Linked DNA regions of Hordeum vulgare: region 2 is linked to region 1. The links are chromatin contacts, called in public Hi-C maps. All regions are on one chromosome and are shown on one strand. Each heading gives the region's core, a stretch centred on a gene start, on an enhancer-like site or on the middle of the called end of the contact. The rest is flanking DNA. Distances are from core to core; before and after follow the strand shown.

What was found. Hi-C and Micro-C count contacts between places; a contact is called where the count stands out from the background.
Region 2: a Hi-C map of seedling shows a contact between it and region 1, with 1.8 times the contacts expected there. The contact joins the enhancer-like site here to the promoter of LOC123400981 in region 1. A contact is called at or near these places in 2 of 6 Hi-C or Micro-C datasets (leaf and seedling).

Annotation. Positions count from the first base shown.
Region 1 is chr6H:547,977,852-547,985,055 of MorexV3_pseudomolecules_assembly, reverse strand. LOC123400981 (kinesin-like protein KIN-10A) reads left to right here and starts at 2,595. Exons shown (of 6, transcript XM_045094698.1): 1 at 2,595-3,439; 2 at 5,676-5,831; 3 at 5,919-6,026; 4 at 6,414-6,524; 5 at 6,604-7,204. The coding sequence starts at 2,780.
Region 2 is chr6H:548,117,940-548,124,664 of MorexV3_pseudomolecules_assembly, reverse strand. No RefSeq gene overlaps it. Among protein-coding and RNA genes, the nearest start is that of LOC123403964, 23 kb to the left of the region's middle. Within about 2 kb of position 1,689, at least 2 of the 3 cell types and tissues checked have open chromatin away from gene starts, as enhancers often do. A contact at or near this core is called in leaf and seedling, where this site is marked.

The sequences.
Region 1 (7,204 bases), core at 1,346-3,845:
ATAAATTTGTGAATATTTTTCGAAACTTCTAACAAATTATGAAACTGAGTACATTTTTCAAATTTTGAGCAAAATTATAAAATTATGAACATTTTTTGAATCTGCGAACAAATTTTGAAACAGAGAACTTTTTTGAATTGTGAATACATTTTAAAAGATGAAGAAATTTCAAATCCGTGAACATTTTTTGAATTCGAAGAACATTTTTTGAAAATGCATAATATTTTTTTAAAATTGAGAACATTTTATGAAAATCCAAAAATAATTTTTGAAAATCCAGAAGATTTTTTTGAACGGAAACAAAAAAGAAAAGAAGAATAACAAAAAAAGAAAAAGAAAAAAATCATTCAGGGAACCATCTAGAAGTTTCCCAAAATCGGAAAAAATCGGGTGGAACCTCTATAAGGTTCCCAAAACCGGGACCGTGCGTGTAATATGGTTTAGTGTCAAACACTGGCTCTTCGTGCTCGCACTCAATGATCATGTTGTGCAAGATGACACAGCAAGTCATGACTTTTCACATTTCATCTTTCGACCAGGTCTGAGTAAGGTACCGGACAACAGCAAATCAAGATTGGAGCACAACAAATGCTCGCTCGACATCCTTCCTAGAAATCTCTTGACACTTGGTAAAGTAGGAGTTCTTGCGTCCTGATACAGGGTTTGAGATAGTCTTCACAAATGTGGACCATCTTGGATTGATGCCATCTGCTAGGTAGTATCCCTTGGTGTAGTGGTGTCCACTGACCTCAAAGTTCGCCGGAGGAGCATGACCTTCAACAAGCTTGGCAAAGACATTCGAGCACTGCAGTACGTTGATATTATTATGAGCTCCTCGCATACCAAAGAAGGAGTGTCGAATCCAGAGGTAATGTGTGTCCACTACCTCAAGTACCACACTACAAGCGCCTTTGGCGCCTTTGCACATCCCCTGCCAAGCAAATGGATAATTTTTCCATTTCCAATGCACGTAGTTGATACTTCCAAGCATCCCAGGAAATCTTCTTGTTGCATTCTGTGTTAGGATCCGAGCAGTGTCTTCAGCATTAGGTGATCGCAAGTATTCAAGTCCAAACACTGCCACCACTGCCTGCAGAACCTGTACAAACACTCAATGGTGGTGGAGTCGGCCATGCGTCCAGAGTCTTCATGGGCATCACCGGGAGCTCCGTATGCAAGCATCCTTATAGCTGTCATGCACTTCTCGAGTGAGGTGAATCCAAGTGTGCCGGTGCAATCCTTCCTGCACATGAGGTAGCTGTCGAACTTCCTGATGGAATTCACAATCCTGAGGAAGAGCTTCCAACTCATCCAATAACGGCGCCGAAATACTTTCTCGCCATGCCGTGAAGCGTCGGAGAAGTAGTCGAAGTAGAGCAAGCAATAGTGTTCCAGTCGATGCCTCTGCTTTGCCTTCAGCCGACCCGACGTCGAGCCACCTCGCCACGGCTTTGCGTTGCTCGCGAACAGGCCGACCAAAGCGGCGTGGATCATGAGGTGCTCTTCGTCCTGGTTGTCAGTATCGGCTTCCTCCCTCCAGCAGCGTCGCGAGCGCCTCCTCGTCGTCGGAGTCCATCGCCGAGACAAATCGCCGAAAACTTGGCCTGCATGGTAGGCGCACAGCCGCCCGTATCCCCGCTTGCGTGGCCGGAGCGCCGGAAAAGCTCGCCCAGAAGAAGGAGGGACGATGCCACGACGAACCCTCCCTTTCTAGCCGGGGAGATGGCCTTTCTAGCAGCGGTAGGCAGGTGAGCGGCGCCGAGATCGGCATGGCGGCGAAAGGTGTAGTGCGCGCGGGGGGGAAATATGGATGTGGAAAAAACGTTTTTCGCCTGACAATGACGGCCCACGCGCTGTTTTTCCTTCCGTCGGAGCCCCCAAGCCCCCTTCTCCCCCTCCCCCAATAGTGCAGTGGGTTCGGCCTAGGATCGTCGGGCCAAAAATGAGCCGAACCAAAGATAATCGGCGTCCTGGGGGCACGACTGGGGAGATTTTTTGACGCCAACGAGAAAAAAGTGCCCTGGGGCCTGTTGGGGGCGCGACTGGAGATGCTTTTAGCGAGCAAGTAGTCGAGTTCACCTCTAAATTTGTGTTGTACTTTTTTCCTTTCAAAACCTGAATTTGTGCTTGTTTTTTTTAATCGAAACCTCTACAACCCTTCCCATAGAAAAGTATCTCCTACCTCTCAAATCTGTAGTTAATTTTCAAGCCACATACGTCCAACAGCAAAAAAACAAATTTATTTTTTGCCAGAACATGTACCCCAGTTCACAGCTCACACCACCAATAAAACACCAATCTAAAACCAATGAATACATCTGGATTTGTACTCACGTCCCCTCCAAACATCTATACATATACTGTGCGCATACATACACACATAAACACATCCATACAATGCCAGTAGATAGGAGTAATATTTGCAGGTACCACTCTACGCTCTAACAAGAAATATCCAATCACCGCATATCCCGTGCCCCCGGCGCCTCCACCACCGCACGGGCCGCGTTGAGCTCCCCACCCCACCCCACCCCACCCCACCAGCTTCAAAACAGAGCGCACTGCCGTTGCATTTGCATCCATCCCCAACGGCTACATCCCCCCATTTCAAACCATCCTCCCCCTCCCCCCTCTCCCCATCTCGCGCACGCCATCCACCCACCCACCAATCACGCGGATTTGCGCCTCCCGACTCCGCCAGCCACCACCCAGATCCGGCGACCCAGCCCGATTCGCGACCGCCCCCGGGAACCCTAGATCGGACCGACCCCTGCCAGGGATGGCGCCGGTGCCGACGCCGTCGTCGCGGACGGGCCCGCCGTCGACGCCGCAGGCGACGGCGGGGGGCGCGACCCCGTTCAGGACGCCCGCCTCCAAGCACCGCCTCCATTTCCCGCCCGCCTCCACCCCCCGCGGCGCGGGCGGGGCCGCCACGGAGCACCCCGTCGAGGTCATCGGCCGCGTGCGCAACCTCACGGCCTCCGCCGCCGGCGCCTCGGTGCTGGAGGTCCCGGGCGGCGCGGGCGGGACCACCGTCCGCGTCCGCGGGGACGCGGGCGGCATCTCGTGCCGCGACTTCAGCCTCGACGGCGTCTCCGTCTCCGAGGAGGAGGACCTGGAGGCCTTCTACCGCCGCTTCGTCAGGTCCAGGATCCAGGGCGTGCGGGTCGGGGCCAAGTGCACCGTCATGGTCTACGGGCCCACCGGGTCCGGGAAGAGCCACACCATGTTTGGCTGCGCCAGGCAGCCCGGCATCGTCTACCGCGCGCTCCGCGACATCCTCGACGGCGGAGGGGGCTGCTGCGAGGGCGGCGACGACGACGACGCCGGGTTCGGGGTCGGGCTGTTCGTGCAGGTCGCCGTGCTCGAGATTTACAACGAGGAAGTCTACGATCTGCTCGTCGGCAGCGGGCCCAATACTAAAGGGAACGCCCCCAAGGTGATGCGCCCTCCCGCTTATGTTTCAGATGCTACTGCTGGTTCATCGTTGTAGCTTACACACTTGCACAAGTCGGTTGCTGTTATGCGAGGATCTGTCCTGTGGGTGGAAGTAGCATGATTTCGGTTTAAACCTCACATCTTCGTTGCTATTTCAGACAAGATCTGTCCTGCTTATCTTAGGTCGTTTATCTCTGTGTTGACAATGTTGGTACAGTACTTTCTTAGGAATTGATTGACACCGTTTTCTAGTAAGTTGTTAGTCTATTGTGCACGCATGCTGGTATATCAGATGCCTAATCTGAATCCAAGTTTAAAACTTGTGATTCTAAGTGTGAAGTAAAACCTCACTACAACTGATATTGCTCATAGTTATAGCCTGTGAAATTTGTCCGCTGTTTGTGTGCATTAGTTCAGATGACTAATCTGAAATGCCAAATTATAAATTGTGATTCCAAGTGCGAGGTCAAAGTCAAACCAACTGCAACTGATGGCTAATCTGAAGCTCCGAATTCAGAACTCGTTATTCTAAGTGTGAAGTAAAACTTAACTATAACTAATATTGCTCATTTTTATAGCCTGTGAACTATGACTGCTGCGTTGTGCGCGTGTTAGTGTAGATGACTAATCTGAAATGCCAAGCTAGAAATTGTGACTCTTAACTGTGAGGTCAAAGTGAAACAAACTGTAACTCATATTGCTCACTGTTGTTGTTGCCCTCAGTTGTATGTGTCATCAGTGGTGAATCGATTACTATCTGAACTTGACCAATCCAAAGCAAGTGGTTATCTGGTACTCCCTTTGAACCCAATTAATTGGCGCAGCTTTAGTACAACTTTAGTACAAAGTTGTGCTAAGGTGCGACAGTTAATGTGGATCGGAGGCAGTACTTAAATTGCATTTGAAATTGTTTGTCATTTATGTACACATGCTGGTATATTAGGTGCCCTAATATGAAATTCCAAGGTTAAAACTTGTGATTCTAGGTGTGAAGTAAACCTCACTGTAATTTAATATTGCTCATGGTTATGGCCTGTTCTTATTTTAGGTCATTAATTACAGTTGGGGTTTATGTCTCTGCTGTGAATGTTGAATACAGTAATTCCTTAGGGATTGGCACTGTGCTTTCTAGTAGATTATTTGTCAGCTCTATGGGTGCTGGTATATATTAGATGGCTAATCTGAAGTTCCAAGTTTAAAACTTGTGATTCTAAGTGTGTAGAAAACCTCACTGTAACTAATATTGCTCATTATTATAGCATGTGAATTGTGACTGCTGTTGTGTGCGCATAATAGTTTTGATGAGTAATCTGAACTGCCAACTTAGAAATTATGATTCTAAGTTTGAGGTCAAAGTCAAACTAATTGTAACTGTTGGCTAATCTGAAGTTTCAAGTTTAGAACTTGTTCATTCTAAGTTCGAAGTAAAACTTCACTGTAACTAATATTGCTCATCATTATGGCCTGAGAATTGGGACTGCTCTTTGTGTGCGCGTATTAATTTAGATGACTAACTTGAAGGGCCAAGTTAGAAATTCTGATTCTAAGTGTGAGGTTAAAATCAACCAACTGTAACTGATATTTCTCACTGTAATTGCCCTCAGTTGTTTGTGTCATTAGAGGTGAAACAATTACTATTTGAACTGTGACAAACCTAAAACAAGTGGTTATCTGGTCCTTAAATTGCATTAGGAATTTTCACTATGTTTTGCAGTAAATTATTTGTCATTTGTGCATGAGTGCTGGTATATTAGGTGGCTAATCTGAAGTGCCAAGGTTAAAACTTGTGATTCTAGGTGTGAATTAAACCTCATGGTAACTAATATTGCTCATGGTTATGGCCTGTGAATTGTCATTGCTGTTTGGAATAGTTTGTTGACTGATTTGTACTGCCGAGTTAGAGATTGTGATTCTAGGAGTGAGACAAATCGAACTGTAACTGATAGTGCTCATTGTTGTTGCCCTCAGTTGTGTGTGTGTGTGTGTGTGTGTGTGTGATCACTGGTGAAACAATTACTACTTGAACTGTGACCAAGCTAAACAAGTAGCTATCTGGTACTTAAATGTTCTGTCTTGTTATCTAGGCTCCATATCCAAATAAGCACATGAATTTTCAGAAGCAGAAATTGAGCGAAAAAAGATGTTGAAAGTACTTTGCTATGTGGCAATGATCAATGTGACTTTGCTAGTTGATGTGATTCATCCATTTTGTTTATAAGTTTCTTAATACATTGCAGGTGAGGCTAGAAGTAATGGGGAAGAAAGCCAAAAATGCAACTTACATATCTGGAAATGAAGCTGCAAAGATATCCAGGGAAGTTGCAAAAGTAGAGAAGCGGCGTACTGTCAAGAGCACCCTCTGTAATGAGAGAAGTTCGCGAAGTCATTGCATGGTAGGTTGCAATGAGCAGTTAGCACTTGTCACCTTGATTCGCTTGATAGATCCAACCGTGTATGACTTTGCTTCATCACCTCTCTAGATAATCTTGGATGTGCCATCGGTGGGAGGAAGGCTGATGCTGGTGGATATGGCTGGCTCTGAAAACATAGAAGCTGCAGGCCAAACTGGATTTGATGCCAAGATGCAGGTGTGTGATGTTATCAATCCTTATAGTTTCGGTAGAATACAATTTATTTCAGTTACCCTTTGAAAAATGATGTTCCATTGGTAATTAATGTATGTTTAATTGCGCCATAACATTTTTTTAACAGCCGGTGATGTGCAACTTGCAATGCAACTATATTAGAGTTTTTTCAAGATACAGTTCTATTTTCTTTCTGAAATGATGATAAGTTCTGTTTCCATACTTACATCAACATATGAATTCCAGTATGATACTCCCATAACCTAACCACAGCTTGTACTTTTACCACTACTCTCTTTTTTCTGCAATGTGATGAACCAAAGTATGTTTCTTTAGGTCACTTTGTTTTGCACATCTATTCTATATATAACATTGGTTACCGTTCCACAGACGGCCAAGATCAACCAAGGCAACACGGCTTTGAAACGAGTGGTTGAGTCCATAGCCAATGGTGATTCACATGTTCCATTCAGAGACAGCAAGCTGACAATGCTGTTACAGGTACAGAACACTGAAGAACCACTTCTGTCTCTGTTTATACCAGATAATTTAAAACTTGTGTTTCTTCATGGACTTTCAGGATTCATTTGAGGATGACAAATCAAAGATTTTGATGATTCTGTGTGCAAGTCCAGACCCAAAGGAATTGCACAAGACGGTTTCTACCTTGGAATACGGTGCTAAAGCGAAATGCATTATACGTGCTGCTCATGCATCAACACCAAGGGACAAAATCAGCTCTGAGGAGTCATCTTCAATGCTCAATTCAAGGATTGTTGCAATGAACCAGTTCATATACAAGCTGCAGAAGGAGAACAAGCTAAGAGAGAAAGAGCGCAACGAGGCCCAAAATGTTCTTCGGCTAAAGGAGGAGGAGCTAGCGCAAGCGAGGGCGAAGCTTAGGCTGCTAGAAGGGCAGGGTGCAGCTGCAAAGGAGGAAGAGATCAACTCAAAGGTCGCTGAGAAGACCCAGTTGCTAAAGAGCGAGCTCCAGATGATGGAAGAGAAAATGCTCAGGCAGCAGCAAGAGCTCCTTGCTTTGAAGCGGCGATTGCAGGAGCTGGAGCTTGAAAAGGCAGATGCTCGTCAGCCTGCACAGCAGGATGTCATTGGTGGTAGATTGTTGGCGCGACTATCAGAGATGTCTGCTGCAGGAGATCCATGCATGTCAATGGCAATGT
Region 2 (6,725 bases), core at 440-2,939, 140 kb before region 1:
CACAGTTCAACTATACCGATACGTTACCGAACCTTAAGTATGCAGACCCTACGGGTTAAAGAACTATGTAGACATGACCGAGACACTCTCCGATCAAAAACCAATAGCGGGACCTCGATGTCCATATTGGATCATACATATTCTACGAAGATCTTAATCGGATGAACCTCTATGTCAAGGATTCAGTTAATCCCGTATAACATTCTCTTTGTCCTTCAGTATGTTACTTGCCCGAGATTCAATCATCGGCATCTCTATACCTATATGAATCTCATTACGGACAAGTCTCTTTACTCGTTCCGTAATACAAAATCTCGTGGCTAACTCTTTAGTCACATTGCTTGCAAGGCTTGTTGTGATGTTGTATTACCGAGTGGGCCCCGAGATACCTCTCCGTTATAGGGAGTGGCAAATCCCGGTCTTGATCCATGATAACTCAACATACATCTTCGGAGATACCTGTACAGCACATTTATAGTCACCGAGTTACGTTGCGACGTTTAATACACACAAGGTATTCTTCCGGTGTTAGTGAGTTACACGATCTCATAGTCATAGGAACATATACTCGACATATAGAAAAACAGTAGCAATAAAACGACACGATCACATGCTACGTTCATGGTTTAGGTCTACATAATTAGAAGAATGATGTGATCCCGTTATCAAGTGACAACTCTTGTCTATGGCTAGGAAACCTTAACCATTCTTCATCAACGAGCTAGTCTACTAGAGGCTTACTAGGGACAATGTATGTCTATGTATCCACACATGTATCTGAGTATACATTCAATACAATTCTAGCATTGATAATAAACAATTATCTTGAACAATAAAATATAATAATTATTATTTTATTATTGCCTCTAGAGCATATTTCCAACGATATGATCGTGTATAAGTTTTTCAATCATATATTGTAAAAATGTTAAACATGTATAACAAAAATTCCTGGTATATACCCAAAATATAGAGCTTGTATATACAAAAACACTCGTCAAACACATTTTTTTAAATGTTAATCATTTATTTATAAAGAAAATGTAAAACATGTAGTTAAAGGAAATTAAACATAAACTGTCAAACTAGAAAAATGTTTATCATGTATAAAAAGAGATGATCATATACTTCAAAAAGCTTAATATGTAGTATTTCAAATATTCCAGATATATTTCAAAATTGTACAATGTGTATGAAAACAATAGTCACAAAATACTTTTTAAATGTTCATCAATTCCGGAACACATGAAACTACTATATAATTATATAGTCTTGATGCATATGTAGAATTTTCATATATGTAAGAAAAGATGTAGACATCTGCTGAAGCCAAAAAAATGTAGAAAATGTGGAATAAATTAAAGATACACAAGAAATAAACAAAAGATCACCACGAAAACGATGTAAACCGTATCAAAAAAACCCATGAAAACCTATGGGAAAACAAGGAAAAAATAATTATTTAAAAACTGAGAGAAAAGTATGAAAAAAGGAAAAGTAAGATTAACTCAGATGAAAAAAGCGAAGAAAAGAGTAAAATAAAGAAAAATTAGTCTGAAAACAAAGAAGACAGAAAGAAAACAAAACAAAAATAAACAATTGTTGAACGAACCAGTGACAGACGGCGTATAATGGGCCGGCCATACTTGCAGGGCCTTTCAGGTGAAATAATAACTATACTCGCTCTAAGCGATATATAACTTTCGCTTCTATTTAGTGGGTGGGTTAGAGGAGCAACGAAGCAGTACTTTGGGAGCCTCCTAACAATCGCTCCCACGTACTATCACTTGACGCGTTCTTAGCCATCATCATGTGTCGCGTTCTGATTGTTTTATTTTATTTTATTTTTTTGCACGCGCTTTCGACTTTTTAGATTGTTTTTTAGCCTTTTTTGCTGTTTCGGTTTTCACGGGTCTTTCTTATCTTTACGATGAAAAAATCAAACAAAAAAGCAAAAAAAACACGTTTCTGTTTTTTTCTACGAGAGGCATGGTTCTGTTTCCGCAAGAGGTACAGCCGTGACTCACTAAAATAGAAAAAATGCTTTTTTTGCGAAAGGCGCAGTTTTGATTCTGTGAGGGGCACGGTTTCGCTTTCGCGAGAGACACGGCCGTACCTCTTTAAAAATGGAATAAAAATGTGTTTTTTTGTTTTTTTTCTGTGAGAGGCGTTGTTTTGCTTCCGCGAAAGGCACTGTGAGCCTCTCGAAAATGAAAAAAAAAAATAAGTTTTTGGTTTTTTTTGCAAGAAGCATGATTTTGCCTTCGCGATAACTGTGCCTTTCGGAAACGGAAAAGAGGTTTTATGTTTCGTTTTCTAACGCGAGAGGCACGATTTTTCCATACTCTTTTTTTTAGTTTGGTTTTTTTCATCCAATTTTTTCATGAAAAAAAGTTCGTCAAAACCTATCAACATTGGATCTAATTTTAAAGATCTCAAAGTGAGGAATCCAACGGTGAAAATGGTTAAAATTTGGACGCACAATTTAAGAGATAATAATTTTTAAAATACGAATCTATGAAAAAAAGGAAAAAACAATTTAGGGAGGTGGAGTAATCTTTGAAATGAGTACCGTTTAATTAGTGATTTCGATGCGTTAGGGGATAACTTCGATATAACTATAGGCCAACTGGGCGCACCTTTCTTTGCTTTATTCAATAAAAATCGGGATTTCATAGGAAATAGAATATATAATAATAATCATGGTTTTGAAAAACGTTCATTAATTCAAAAAATGATCTTTAGTTTGGAAATATTCTTCAATTAGAAAAATGTTCAGGATTTCAATAAAATGTTCGTCAATATGAAAAAATGTTCATCAATTCAAAACATTTGAATTATTTAGATAAATCGGAATTAAATTAATGGTGAGGAATTCAGAAAATGAGCGCAAATTCAATTTCAAAAAAGATTCAAAAATTCAAAACAAGTTACCATGTTTTAATACCTTTTCAGTAATCAGAATACTTTTTCAAACTTGAAAAATGCTCGTGAATTTGAGAAATAAAATCTTAAATTTGGAAAGTATGTTCATGAGTTCAAAATTGTTCACAATGGCAAAAACTATTCTCGAATTCAAAAATAATCATGGGTCTAAATTGTGTTAAGAAAATTAAAAATGTGCAATTATGTAATAATTATAGGAAAATGGAGGGGAAAGGAAAGTAGAAGAATTTTAGTAGTATGAAAAAAAAAGTACATGAAAAATAAAAAACACTCCATTCCTAAATATAAATCGTTTAGAGATTCCACCAGGACTACGTACAAAGCAAAATAGGTGAATATACACTAAAAAATATATCTATATACATCCATATTTAGCCTTCTACTAAAATCTATAAAAATAATTACATTTAAAAATGGAAGGAGTAAAAAACAAAAAGGAAAATCTCAATTTAGAGACAGTTCTGAAACCTACCCAAAAGAAGTTAAAAGAACTAGAGTGGGTCGGCCCATACCATGGATACCCGTGGAAGTGGTAGGTGGTAGGTTGCTGGATAGCAGTATGAGTAAGAGGTTTCCCCTAGGGTCCAGACCTAGGGTTTAGCAAAGCTTCCGGCGACGACGCTGGAATTTACACCTACCTCGAGAGGATCGCTATAACCTTGTGAGGTGCAGTGATCGATCGGGGGTGATGGACGAAGGAGACACCTCTCGCACCAGCCGTGGGAAATAAACACCACAGGAGCTCTTGGCTAGGTTAAATCTACAGGAAGAAGAGGATGTGATGGAGGAAGGATCTCCCGTGAAGTGGCTCGCCATTGTTCGGGTATACACGCAAAGAACTTTTAGTCCTAATGCTCTTTACGCCGATATGAGAAGCGCATGGAATCCGGTGAGGACAGTGGTCTAGCGGAAGGTTAAGGAAAATTTGTTTACTGCGCAATTCGCGTGCCTTGGGGATTGGAAGAAAGCAATGGTTGAAGGCCCTTGGCTCTTTAGGGGACATGCAATGATCATGGAGGAGTATGATGGATTTAAAGACCCGTCAAGTTTCAGGTTAGACAAATCGTTAGTCTGGGCACAAATCCATCGCCTCCCAGATAAGTTTCTGATCGAACCAGCTGTACGAGCTTTGGCGTCTCACATAGGTGTAGTGGAGGAAATTCAACTAAAACTCCCAGCCGACTTCCTTGGAGAATTTGTAAGAATCAAAGTAAAGATTGACATTTGTGCCAATATAAAGTGGTTCGTTACAGGGAGAAAAGGGGAAGAAAGAGTGAGATACCAGGTTAAGTAGGAAAAGCTTCCAACGTTCTGCTTTAATTGTGGCGAATTTGGCCATTGGCATGAAGAGTGCGGAGATGAAGAGCATGATGAGACCACATTTGAGTGGGGGAAATTCGTTCTAGCAGAAACTGCTATGTCGAGAAACAGTGGAAGAGGAAACTTTGGGGGCCCAGAGAGGCAAGGGGGTTGATGCCTTTGGGCGGAGACGTGGTAGAGGCCGTGAACCATATAACCCAAACCAGAGCTGGAGATTCAATGCTCAACAGCAAAACCAAGCGAGGAGAGTGGCTATATGGTTGGAAGAGGAGGAAAAGATGATTCCCTGGTGAGAGTTGAGACTTTGCAAACAGAGAAGGAGGATGGGGTTCAGGGAAACAAACGTCTTTCGGTTGAAAACTCCATGAGTTCCTCTAAAACTCAGGAGGAAGCTGTGTTGAACAACCAGGCTGAGTACAATAACTGGTTGGTTATATTGGGAGATCAGTCGGTGCCTCCTTTGCCACCGGTTTATGTGTCCCCAAGGAAGTACAATAAAAGACCAAAAAAACTACTGAACAAGGCAGGAGTTTTAGAGAAGGATGATATTCTGAGATGGAAACTAACCCAGGAGGTAGCGGAAGAGAACACAAGTGAGAAACCCCAATAAAGGCGTCATCGGCGATCTCCCTCGAGGAGTACGACCGGGCACAATGAGTATCCTCTGTTGGAACTGTCGTGGTGTGGGTAACCCCACGACAGTTCACGAACTTCGTGATCTCGCGAAGAAATTTACCCCGACTGTACTTTGTATTGTTGAAACACAAATTGACAGAGTACGGGTTGAATGATTGAAAGGAGAGTTAGGCTATAATAAGAGCTATGTCATTAGTAGTGATGGCAGAAGTGGAGGTCTAGGTATGTTCTGGAGTGATGATATAACTTTACAAGTTTCGGGTTGCTCAAGGTACCATGTAGATGCAATGATCCAAAACGCATGCCCAGTTCCATGGAGGTTAACGTGTATCTATGGAGAAGCTAAAGTTCCAGATAGAATTAAAACTTTTGATACTATGAGAGGACTAGCGGGACAATCAAATGAACCGTGGATGCTTATCGGAGACTTCAATGAAGTGCTTCATACCAGAGAACATGATGGAGTTAATTCAAGGAGCCACAGCCAGATAGAACTCTTCAGATCGACAGTGGATGATTGTGCATTGATGGACTTGGGTTTCACCAATTTGCAGTGGACTTTCGAGAAGAGGGTAGCTAGGGGTTCCTATACTCGAGTTTTACTGGATAGAGCGTTAGCATGTGCTGCATGGCAAGCAATTTTCCCCACGCACAGGTGGAGCATCTCTCGGGTGCGATATCGGACCACCAGCCTATCTTACTTCGGATGCAACCTGGAAATCATATGCCAAGGGAGAAGATGTTTAGATATGAGTGTATGTGGGAGTCCCATTCAAACTTACATGCTATAGTAGCCGATGCATGGGGTGAAGAACAACCACAATCTGTTGTGGACATGTCTGAGAAGCTGAAGCATCTGGTTAGTTCATTGAGCTCTTGGGATAAGCAGACCTTCGGAATTGTACGTCGTGGTATCAGAAATTTAAAGCAAGAGCTGGAGTACCTCAGAAGCGTTTCGGGTCGTATGGAATCTTCTCAGAGGGAAGTTGAAATCAGGAACACTCTGTTTGAGCTTTATAATCGTGAGGAAGTGATGTGGAAACAGCAAGTCAGGCTAGAGTGCCTTCGAGCGGGTGATAGGAATACACGATATTTCCATATGCGCGCAAATATGAGGAAAGCAAAAAAACAGAATTAAGACTCTTCTTCGCCCGGGCGGATCTAGCACAGATGATGTGTTGGAAATGAAAGAGCTGACTAATGCTTTTTATAAGACCTTGTATTCCTCCAAGGAACGGATCAGATGGAAGTTGTTCTTAAAACAGTTTTGAGGAAAGTGACAGACCAAATGAATGAGATGCTGAATGCGGCCTATACTTCAGAGGAGGTGAAGAAGGCACTTTTCCAGATGGCTCCCCAGAAGTTACCAGGACCTGATGGTTTCCGAGCTCAATTCTTTCAAAAACATTGGGATATTTGTGGTGAGGCGGTCACTAAGTTGGTATTGAGAATAGTGGAAGGTCTGGAGAGTGCAAAGGATATCAACAATACTATCCTAGTTTTGATACCCAAGGTAAAAAATCCGATGTTACTCTCTCAGTTCCGACCTATAAGCTTGTGTAATGTCGTGTATAAAATCAGCTCTAAGGTTGTAGAAAATCGTCTGAAGGTTGTGCTACCTGAGATAATATCTGAGGAGCAGTCGGCTTTTGTTCCTGGTCGTTTAATCACTGATAATATTATTGCTGCTTATGAGTGTCTACATTTTATGAAGAGGAATAAGGCTCAGAAGCATAGATATTGCACGCTGAAACTTGATATGATGAAAGCTTATGATAGAGTCGAATGGAGTTATCTTAAAGCTATTATGTTGAAGTTGAGCT